4 separate regions of the Hordeum vulgare genome follow, and all the other regions are linked to region 4. The links are chromatin contacts, called in public Hi-C maps. All regions are on one chromosome and are shown on one strand. The core of a region is the stretch at or near the end of the contact, and the rest is flanking DNA. Distances in the headings are between cores, read along the strand shown.

What was found. Hi-C and Micro-C count contacts between places; a contact is called where the count stands out from the background.
Region 1: a Hi-C map of seedling shows a contact between it and region 4, with 4 times the contacts expected there. The contact joins the promoter of LOC123426531 here to the enhancer-like site in region 4. A contact is called at or near these places in 1 of 6 Hi-C or Micro-C datasets (seedling) and 1 of 1 datasets of contacts at active chromatin or transcription factors (embryo).
Region 2: a Hi-C map of seedling shows a contact between it and region 4, with 5 times the contacts expected there. The contact joins the promoter of LOC123426528 here to the enhancer-like site in region 4. A contact is called at or near these places in 3 of 6 Hi-C or Micro-C datasets (leaf and seedling) and 1 of 1 datasets of contacts at active chromatin or transcription factors (embryo).
Region 3: a Hi-C map of leaf shows a contact between it and region 4, with 6 times the contacts expected there. The contact joins two enhancer-like sites. A contact is called at or near these places in 3 of 6 Hi-C or Micro-C datasets (leaf and seedling).

Annotation. Positions count from the first base shown.
Region 1 is chr2H:430,846,983-430,849,682 of MorexV3_pseudomolecules_assembly, reverse strand. LOC123426531 (splicing factor-like protein 1) reads right to left here and starts at 1,252. Exons shown (of 2, transcript XM_045110370.1): 1 at 1-1,252. The coding sequence starts at 1,151.
Region 2 is chr2H:430,141,124-430,143,823 of MorexV3_pseudomolecules_assembly, reverse strand. It overlaps LOC123426528 (F-box protein At5g50450), which reads right to left and starts at 1,318. Exons shown (of 3, transcript XM_045110369.1): 1 at 475-1,318; 2 at 207-369; 3 at 1-105. The coding sequence starts at 707.
Region 3 is chr2H:430,006,908-430,009,607 of MorexV3_pseudomolecules_assembly, reverse strand. No RefSeq gene overlaps it. Among protein-coding and RNA genes, the nearest start is that of LOC123426528, 130 kb to the left of the region's middle. Within about 2 kb of position 1,272, at least 3 of the 3 cell types and tissues checked have open chromatin away from gene starts, as enhancers often do. A contact at or near this core is called in leaf and seedling, where this site is marked.
Region 4 is chr2H:430,479,210-430,481,909 of MorexV3_pseudomolecules_assembly, reverse strand. No RefSeq gene overlaps it. Among protein-coding and RNA genes, the nearest start is that of LOC123430201, 4.3 kb to the right of the region's middle. Within about 2 kb of position 1,404, at least 3 of the 3 cell types and tissues checked have open chromatin away from gene starts, as enhancers often do. A contact at or near this core is called in leaf and seedling, where this site is marked.

The sequences.
Region 1 (2,700 bases), core at 3-2,502, 370 kb before region 4:
CCAGACTTGTTCATCGACTCAGGTGCACTGCCACCAAGCTCAGCAAGGAAGTTCTGGTATTCGTCATCCATTTTCTTCCCAGATGTACCCTTCACTGGACAATCAATTGTCGGGTGCCCACCGTCACCACAGATCTTACACTGCACCTCGCTCTTAAAAGTCGTTGTCCTGTTCGGGCATGCATACTGCCGGTGACCCGGCTCCCCGCAAGTCCTACAGAACTCATCATCCCTGATTGTTCCATTCAGAGCTGCAAGCTCACGCAGCTGCTGGCGTTTGTGCTCATTTAGCACTTCGTCCACAGGGGTAAGCAGCTTCTCCACCATGCCTGCAGCAGCCTCCAACGCTTCTTCAGTATCAGCCTCGACAAGCACATGAAGGTCCTCGTTCTCACTGGGATCTGGCTTCAAGTCCCTCTTCTGCAACAACTTCCCTTCCTTGACGCTGCCCTTCCCTCGGATTACGATCTTGGCCCCTGTCTCCTTCTCCATCCGCTTCTGTGTGTTGCCACGGGGCCCAATAATGAGTCCAATAAAGTTGTACCCAGGGTACTCCTTCATGGGGATGTAGAGCTTCTTATGGAGCTTGGGTGGGCGGTAATCCGCCGGGGGCTTGAAGGCGGGATTCCGGCGGATCAGCTGGGAGATGATCTCCTGCCGCTCGCGGTTAAGGCGCTCCCTCGCTCGGTATTCGCGGGTGTTGATGCGGATGCCCAGGTTATCATATATCGGCTCAGGGGACGGCGAGCGGGCGCCCTCAGGGCGGTCGTCGAGGGGTAGCCCCGACTGCAGCAGGCGCGAAATCTCTAGGAGGCGCGAGTTGAGGTTGTGCACCTCGGGATCCATCTCGGCGGCGAAGTCCTTCATGAAATCCGGAAGTGCGATGGTCGGGCGGGGCTCCTCCTCGGCCCAGCGCGACTTCCGCTTCCGTCCTCCCGCGCCGCCCTCACCGCCTGAATTGGCACCGGACTCGTCGTTGGACTGCTCCCATCGGCTGCGGCGGCGGCGGCGGGAAGACGAGTCGCCGTCGCCAGCGGCGTTGGCTGAGCCGTTGTGGTGGGGCTCGGAGGAGGCGTCGCGGGGGGCATCGCGGGGGGGGTCGGACGAGGGCTCGCGAGATGGGGAACGGGCTAGGGTTTCGGCAGAAGCCATGGCTGCGGCGTCTGGTAGAAGGAGGAAAGCTGTGGGGAATTCGCTTCTCGCGATTTCGGTTTTATGACTCGTGGGAGATTTGTCCCGTGGAGATACGATTTCGGGGAGAGGCGGTTGTGTTCGATCGGATTACTCTGGACAACGTGCTGGGCCAAAACTGACAAAAGGAGTCGGGCTCTTTGGTGGGGAATTCATGGGCCAGATGTATAATGGGTTCACACCCCTTGGAGAAGTGTTTTTTTAGAGAGAGACCCCTTGGAGAAGTGTTGTACCTCCTACTCCCTCCGTTCCTAAATATAAGACCTTTTAAAGATTACATTATGGACTACATACGGATATATATAGACATATTTTAGAGTATATGTTCACTCATTTTATTCCGTACGTAGTTCATAGTAGAATTTTTAAAAGGTCTTATATTTAGGTCCATACTAGTTGGATGCACGTGCGCTGTTATGGAGCAAAACAATTTATAAAGATAATAAGAAATGAAATTGTTCATCTATGGCAATTGCAAATGTGTAGAACAGTCTATAAAGGCAATACAAATCAAAATGTTTTTCTATGGCAATCGCAAATGCTCAGACTGTCTCTTCCTACAAGCATTGTGTGTCGTCTCCTCTTAAACTCTACTAAATTACCGTATGGTTCTTGGCATCAATAGTTATACATGATGGAGCATTCCGGTTGCCGTGTTGTTATCAGGGGTAGGAGACCAAATAATACCAATGTATATAACATTGGTAACAAAAGTGTGACCACAACTGCAATTGGTTTCACATGATGGTCGTATGCTAAGCATCTCATTTTAACATGGACGATGAAGGGTTAGACAAACATTGCTACTATCGGTTGTCCCGTTTGGTATTAGTGGACAAGCTAAATACAGATGGAAACTATGTTTGGGCTCTCCCCGTCATCGTTACTCTCTTCTTTTGAGTAACCCCTTCATCCTTACTCAAACCATGAATATTTACTTTCGCATTTATGTAACGTTAAGATGTGATCCTATCTTTATTTTGGCGCAAGGGCCTCGACAGGGATAGAAACGCATCTCATCATTTCGCAAGAATGGATATCGTTACAAGTACATGTGTCGAAAAGATGAGATAAGGAGTTGGCTTACACTCGCCACAAGCTATTGTTGGAATTATGCCCTAGAGGCAATAATAAATATAGTTATTATTATAATTCCTGTATCAAGATAATCGTTTATTATCCATGCTATAATTGTATTGAATGAAGACTTATATACATGTGTGGATACATAGACAAAACACTGTCCCTAGCAAGCCTCTAGTTGGCTAGCCAGTTGATCAAAGATAGTCAGGGTCTTCTGATTATGAACAAGGTGTTGTTGCTTGATAACTGGATCACGTCATTAGGAGAATCACGTGATGGACTAGACCCAAACTAATAGACGTAGCATGTTGATCGTGTCATTTTGTTGCTACTGTTTTCTGCGTGTCAAGTATTTGTTCCTATGACCATGAGATCATATAACTCACTGACACCGGAGGAATGCTTTGTGTGTATCAAACATCGCAAC
Region 2 (2,700 bases), core at 69-2,568, 340 kb after region 4:
CTGGATGACGGCCAGCGAGTAGAGCGCCTCCCGGTGGCCACCCACCGCCGCCGCAGCCATCAGCGCTGCTCCCGACCCCCGGCTCCCCAGGCAGTAGAAGCGGATCTATAGCGCACCAAAAACAATGGAAACATGGGTGAGTCAGTTACGATCGCCAAGCACAAAGGAAACATGGGTGAGTCAGTTACGATGGCCATGGTTCTTACCATGCCAAGAAGGTAGCATGCGTCGAGGTTGCCGGCGTCGGCGCAGCGCTGCAGGAAGCGGTGGGCGGAGTCCGACCAGCTTTTGGCCCGGACGGCGAGGCACCGCGGCGACACCTTGGCAAGAACAACCTTGCTCTGGCCCAACTCCCTGAATCTCTTGCACCTGCACGCACATCCCCGTAAGAACTCCATCTCCATCCCAGCGACAATCACGAATCGCATTCATCCATCGTAATACTACAAGAAAGCAGAGGAAACAGGGACGTACGTCATGGTGGCGCCGGCGAGGTCGGCCGGCGAGCGGGCGGACGCGGCGACATCAGCAAGTATGGACAGCAAGAGGTCATCCGGCAGGTCCTCGAACATGTCTCCGACGGCAGCGGCAGCGGCAGCACACCCCGCCGCCTCCATGGCCGTCCTCCGCCTCTTCCGGCGGTGCATCTCCGGCTCCTCTGCCGCCGGCTCATGGCAGGAGTAGCAGGCGCCACGCCTCGTCTTCATGCCGCCTGCCCCCGTTCCACGATGCGGCGTCCGTGTTACGTCGTTGCGGGCGGCGAGCTGTTGCAAGTCTTGGACGGTTGCGGGGAGAAAGAGAAGAGAAGAGAAGAGAGATGGTGTGTCCGTAATGGCGAGAATGGGAGAGGATAGGAGTTATATATAGTCCTAGGAGGGAGCAGGGGGTGCGTGGCTGGCTACACAAGGAAGGAGGATGCCCTCCGTTCCGTTCCGTTGCAACGGAGTGGTCAACAGGGACGCTGACCGGAAGGAGGGAAGGGGGGTTGCTTGGGGGGGAGCACGCTTGGATGCAAAGCCTCTCCTCCCTTTCTTGATCCTCCCACCCTCCCTTCTCTCTCCTCAGCTTTTTCTTGATTTCTCCTCCTCCCAAATTTCGGTTTCTGGTGTTTTTGTTAAGGGTGGTGAGGTGGTGGGGGCTGGCCTTGCCCATTCATGATTGTGGTTAGTGTGTGCATCCTCTCTTTGGCAGCCTTTGCTTTGCATGCCGCCTTTGCTTGGCTTGGGTTGTTTGCTTCATTTGTTGCTGCCTTTGTTTCTCACTCACTTGGGGCTCCCTGTTTCTTTCTCTTCTTCTTTCTTCCCATGGGGATGGATGTACTACATACATGATACAAGGTAGGTTGGTGACATGACATGGTGGATATATCTTGCTGGATTATACATAGATGGTTTTGGCGTTTTAAATGGCGACATGTTATGCCTTGTCAATTGGAGTTGGCAGGCACAACCACATTTTCGCTTCACATATCTTGCATTGGCATTGCTACCGATTCAAGTTTTGCCTAGCTAGCTAATTTTGGTCTTGTCTCTATAAAGCCTATCAGCGATGTTTTTGGTCTCAAGGGACCGGGGGTTGCTTCCTTTGCGTTGAAAATGCTGGATGGATGGATTTAACCACCCTGCTTGCTTCTCCATGCCACATTGCTTTCAGCGGATCTTTTCTTGGAGATACAACTTATTTCACATGTTTGCAAACATGAAAATGCCTCTGTCTTGTCTTTTTTGGTCTGGATGTAATGGCTACATTAATTATGTGATTTTCGGTACTGCTGGACACGAAAAAGGTAACCATTTACGGTGAGATTGCAGAATCATGGACGGATGGAATGTGCACCGGGCCTGCCTTATTGGTACACCTCATTTAGAATCGCGTGTTTAAAACCGAAATGTTGATTAACTTCCCCCTCCGGAAGTCATTACTACTACTACAGTATTTGCTTTCTATATAAAAATATATGAAAAATGGCAAGTAAAACAGCAATCCTGGAAGCACGTGATTATGTCTTGCAGGACTTTGCGATAACAGTCTTGCTTGCGCAAAGTGTATCAGTTATATATTGTGTTAAGCAACAACTTTTCCATGCCTGCGCTAGCTGTTTTCCGTGCGACACACACGGCCGGGGGAACGTGCTTCCATACTATAGCAAGAGAAGCTAGATCCTCATCCTAACCTCAACCAAAGGGTGATAAAAACGTGGTCAAGGCTAATTAACCACCAGAAGAAGATATTATTGTTGTCGACGAATTGCTTTTTTTTTTTTCCTTTTACATTGGCCGGGTTAACCCAGCCTTGCAAGAAAAGGAAAGCAATGACATGGGAAGGAGACGAAAGGTAAACCAACTGGTGGATTGGATTGGAAGATGGCGCCTGGAAAAACTAGCGGCCAAGTGAGGAGTTGGCGGTTACGCTTGCAGGGTTCTAATCACAGGACGGCATTTTGGACACGGCTAAACGGATCGGTAAAAACGGCACTAACTAATAATTAACCGTCTTGGACCAGAGATTAACGGCCCAAATCGGCCATGCCTAAGCTAAGCTGGTGCCGTGTTAATGGAGTGGCCGAGCGAGGCCTTCTTTTCTAGCCTCGCATTGCTTGCCGCTCCATCCATATAGCTGTTGGCTGTAGCTCCTCCCTGATATTTTGCCTCTGCCTTGCGTGGCGTCCTCAGGTTTTACGCCTCCCAATTTTACTCTCAT
Region 3 (2,700 bases), core at 23-2,522, 470 kb after region 4:
TAGTGTGGGTGGCATCGCAATTTTCTTTATTCAGAGGATAACATTTTTATTATTTAAGTTATGTCAATTTTCTATTTTTAGACCATGGCATTTTTTGTTACTTAGACCATGGCTATTTTCCCAAAAAACATGGTTTTTCCAAATCAATTTTCCCAATATTTGACTATTTTCCGCATTTTTTTATGCTAGCTAAAATTTTCCAATTTTTACATTAGCTAAATGTAAAGTATATGGCAACTATGAACCATGTCTACCTAGATATCTAGTTTCACTCGTCTATAAGCATGGAAGTTTGTCCCTTTTTGTTTGTGCCAACTTAAATTTGTTAGTCTATGGTTACTAATAGGTTTGGCAAATTTTGGAAAACTTTGTATTGCTCATATGGTTGTTTTACATTTTTTTCTTTGTTCAACGAATGATGGCATTTTTTCAGACATGTTACCATGCTTTTTTGTCGTTGCAAATTAGTTATATTTTATTAGAGGTACCATGGCAATTTTATTTTTTTAGAGCAGGAGAACTTTACTTCTTAGAGCATGGAAGCATTATTATTTTGTCCATTGTAGCTTTATTTTAAGTAGCATGGCAACAAAGTTTTTCCCCAAGTTTCGATGAAGTGTAGAACAATTGTTTGCCATATTTCCATGATTTCCTAAAAACAATGACATTTTTTGTTTTGGGGAAAAAGTATCGGTTACATGGCAACGTTTAGGTTTGAATTCTTTTTGTTTTACACACGATGCCAACTTTACATTTTTAAATGTATATGGACACTCTAAAAAACATAATACATGGCAATTTCAAGAGAGAGAGAGAGAGTGAATTTAAAACGTATCGCATGCATGTTTAGTATCAACATTTGTTATTTACGTGTGATAATGGTTTGTGTGATCTAAATGCATGAATTTGTATGGATTTAAGAGTTTAAATTTAAAATATGTAAATGACAGAAGCGAAATATGAGAGGTCGTCCTGATGCGTTTACGGACGTGTCTGGACACTTCCGCGGATGGGGGTGGATTTGTCCATGTTTGATATCTTCAGCTCCTATGATTGGACCATTGTGCACTGATGTTTACATGCCAATCAGCAAGAATTAGACTGTATGGAAGAGTCCCGTGAGGTGGTTTCCGTATAAACTTAGTGGCACAGTTTGACCATAGCTTGGATATTTGTGTGAAGGCAAACCATGCGTTGGTGTTTTGGTTGATCGGTCAGCCAGGCGTAGGCAAGAAAGCCAGCATGCAGCCCAAGCTCGTGGTTGAACACGCGTGCGGCGAAGCTGGTTGCGTGCGACGCGAGCGACCGAGGCGACCGAGCCAGAGTTCGTGGTCAAAGCTGCTTTGACGCCACGGATCACACGAAGCAGGTCGGAATCGGCGGCTAGCTAGCATCCAGTCCGACATACAATAAGATGGGGTCAAGTCGTCCGTACGGAATGCGTGGAGTGCTGTGGCGTCCATCCGGTCGCTCGCATAGACGCATACCCGCCGAGCCAGAATCTTGACCGTTAATTTCCCCCGTAAGCACACGCATGTAACAGGGGTGAGCATATAGAGCCGGGTGCTCCAAACCCGTGTGATACGCTCGCACAAGCCGTCTAATCAGTGACTGGTCATGAATTTTGATTCAGACGGATTTTTTTAAACGGGTCTTTAACGTTTGAACATTCCTCATATGCAACTCAAATATGGAATGGATATAAGGATGACGCCCTCCAACCTTTCTCGCGTCCAAGTCCTCGTCCTCCGTCACCCTTCCTCCTCTTCCAGTCGACCTTCAACCTTTCCGACCAATATCCAATAGCGGGACTGGATGTCCATATTGGATCGTACATATTCTACGAAGATCTTAATCCGTTAAGCCTCTATATCAAGGATTCAGTTAATCCCGTATAACATTTCCTTTGTCCTTCGGTATGTTACTTGCCCGAGATTCGATCGTCAGTATCTCTATACCTATTTGAATCTCGTTACCGACAAGTCTCTTTACTCGTTCCGTAATACAAAATCCCGTGGTTAACTCTTTAGTTACAATGCTTGCAAGGCTTGTTGTGATGTTCTATTACCGAGTGGACCCGGAGATACCTCTCTGTCATACGGAGTGACAAATCCCGGTCTTTATCCATGCTAACTCAACGGACACCTTCGGAGATACCTATAGAGCACCTTTATAGTCACCCAGTTACATTGCGACGTTTGATACACACAAGGTATTCTTCCTGTGTCACTGAGTTACATGATCCCATGGTCATAGGAACATATACTTGACATGCAGAAAAACAGTAGCAATAAAACGACACGATCACATGCTATGTTCATAGTTTGGGTCTTGTCCACCACATCATTCTCCTAATGATGTGATCTCGTTATCAAGTGACAACACTTGTCTATGGCTAGGAAACCTTAACCATTTTTGATCAACTAGAGGCTTACTAGGGACAGAGTGTTGTTTATGCATCCACACATGTATCTGAGTTTTCATTCAATACAATTTCAGCATGGATAATAAACGATTATCTTGAACAAGGAAATATAATAATAACTATTTTATTATTGCCTCTAGGGCATATTTCCAACAAAAAAGAGAGGATGAAGTGGGGCCAGACAAGGGTGGAGAAGAGGATGGAAATTGAGAGGGAGAAGATCAAGTTGGAGAAGTAGGAGGCAGCAATCAAATGGAAACTTGAGAAAGGCAAGA
Region 4 (2,700 bases), core at 155-2,654:
CATTTAAAAAATGTTGAATACGTATTTAAAAAATGTTGTACAAGGAAATGAAAAATGTTAATCAAGCATTCGGAAAAATGTTGAACAATCATTCAAAAAAGTTAAACAGTTATTCAAAAAAAAATCACTTAAAATAAATTTATCAAGTATTTTTAAAATGTTATTTAAGTATTCAAAAAATGTTTAACGTTTGTAACAAATTGTAGATCATGTATTACAAAAATGTTGACCCTGAACTGAAAAACATTAACCTTTTATTTAAAAACTGTTAATTAAGCATTTCAAAAATGATTAAAATGTATAAAAAATATTGACCATGGATTCAATAAATGTAAATATTATATTTAGAAAATGTTAATAATGCATTTGAAAAATATGTATAGAAAAATTGTTGACTGTGTATTACAAAAATGTTTAATTTTTATTTTAAAATTGTTGGACATGTATTAGAAAAATGTTGTTGACATATACAAAAAATGTAAAAGTAATTACCACAAGAACAAAGAAAACCGAGAAAATAAAATGAAAATTATGAAAAAAAATGCAAAATGGGATAAAAATAAGGAGATGAAGAAAGAAGTGATGATCAAAAATTAAATTTGAGAAGGCGCAGAGGAAGCGGTTGCTACGACAACATAACATTTTCCTGTATGGACAAAGGAGTGATGAACAATAATCAATATGGGCCTTACAACTCGCATGCAACCGCGCGGCAATGTGGTGAAATTATACTTTTCATTTCTTTTTGGAAAAGAAAATATTGAGAAAAACAATCCATTTACGCATTAGACAGAGAGAAAACATAACAAGAAGAGGGAAAGAGTAGAGAGCAACACAACATAGTAACGGCCATGAGTTAGTACATACACCATAGTTGGCATACAACAAACATCTCATGATCGTAGAAATCCATCGATGTGCAAAGCCAATATGTTCCATCATTTGCTGCAAAAACAAGCATTCCACTCTATCATATGTCTTTATCATGTCTAACTTAACCCGCACATAACGACTTCATTCTTTTCCTTTTATGAATGGCGTGAACACACTCGTATGCCAAAAGTACATTATCAGTAAATACATGAAAGCACTTTTCTCCTCAGAGATGAGAACATGTAATGTACCTTTCAGTCGGTTTGTAAAGACCTTCGTCGCGATCTTATAGAATACATTACATAGGCTGGTAGGTCGAAATTGTTATAGTAACTATGAAGAATTACATTTTGGAATCATAACAATGACCAGTGCATTAAATGCTTTTGGTGCCGTCATCCCCTTCAGAAAATCTTTGACCATCCGACAAACATTGTTACGTACCAGCAGTCAGTCTTAGTGGTAGAATAAGGCCGGAAGCCCATCCGGCCCAGGCGCCTTCCTTGGACCCATCTGAAAGAGGGAATCTCCTATTTGTCGCTTGTTGCGTCAAGCTGTCGGTGCTTCGCACACGCGAGCGACCGAGAAGCGACGCAACAGGCTTGCCCGTTTAAGCATTCCAACGCCTCCGGTTTTGGAAACCGTGTTCCCAGCCGATTTTTTGGTTTTGGGAAACTTCGAGAAGGTTCCTTGAACCGGTTTTTTCTTTTTTCCGTTTTTCTTTTTCATATATTTCTGTTTTCTTTTCTCTCAGTTTTTCCTTTTCTGTTTTTGTTTTGTTTCCATTTTGTTTTTTAATTAATTCAAAATTTGTGCACAATTCAAAAAATGTCTATGGTTTCAAAATTTGTGCAAAATGAAAAAATGTTTACGGTTCAAAAATTTGTTCATGAATTTGTAAATTATTTATAATTTTATAATTTTGTTCATGTTTCAAAATTTGTTTGCACTTTGAATTTTTTTTACGGTTTAACGAAAAATGTTAATAATTTTATAGTTTTATTCATGAATTTGAAATTTGTTCACGTTTCAAAATTTGTTCATGTTTCAAAATTTGTTCATAATTCAAAAAATGTTTGCTGTTTCAAAATTTGTTCACAGATTCAAAAAATATTCACATTTTATAATTTTGTTCACAATTTGAAATTTATTCTTGTTTTTCAATTTTGTTCATAAATTTTCGAAAAATAATCTGGAATTCTAAAAATTCTTCACCTTTTTCATAAATGTTTGTAAATTTGAAATCGGTTCATGTTTTCAAATTTTGTTCATGTTTTCATATAAAGTAAATGAATTTTGTTCACATTTTCAAAAAAAACTCATGTTTTTAAAAAAAAATCCTCGTTTTTGTTCAGAATTTAGGAATTTTGTTCATATTATCAAATATTCTTCAAATTTTTCAAATATCGTTCATGTTTTTCGAAATTGTTCAGAATTTTAGTAAATTTGTTGTTATTTTGAAAAAATTGTCCACCTTTACAAAAAAATCGGATATTGAAATTTGTTCATGCTTTAAAAACAGTGTGCATGTTTCTTCTATAGGAATTCATAGACCTTTGCCCGTGTTTTTCAAAATTTGTTCACTTTTCGAAATATTATTCACATTTTTCAGTAATGATCTGAAATTTGAATTTTTTTAATGTTTTTAAACTCTACACGTCTTTGTACAAAATTTACGAATTTTGTTTACATTTTCAAAGAAAAAATCAACTTTTTGAAATTTTGTTCACGTTTTAAAATAGTTCACCATCTCAAAAAATGTTCCAGCTTTCTAAATTTGTTCACAAATTCAATAGATTTTATGTTTTCGAAATTTGTTTATAAATT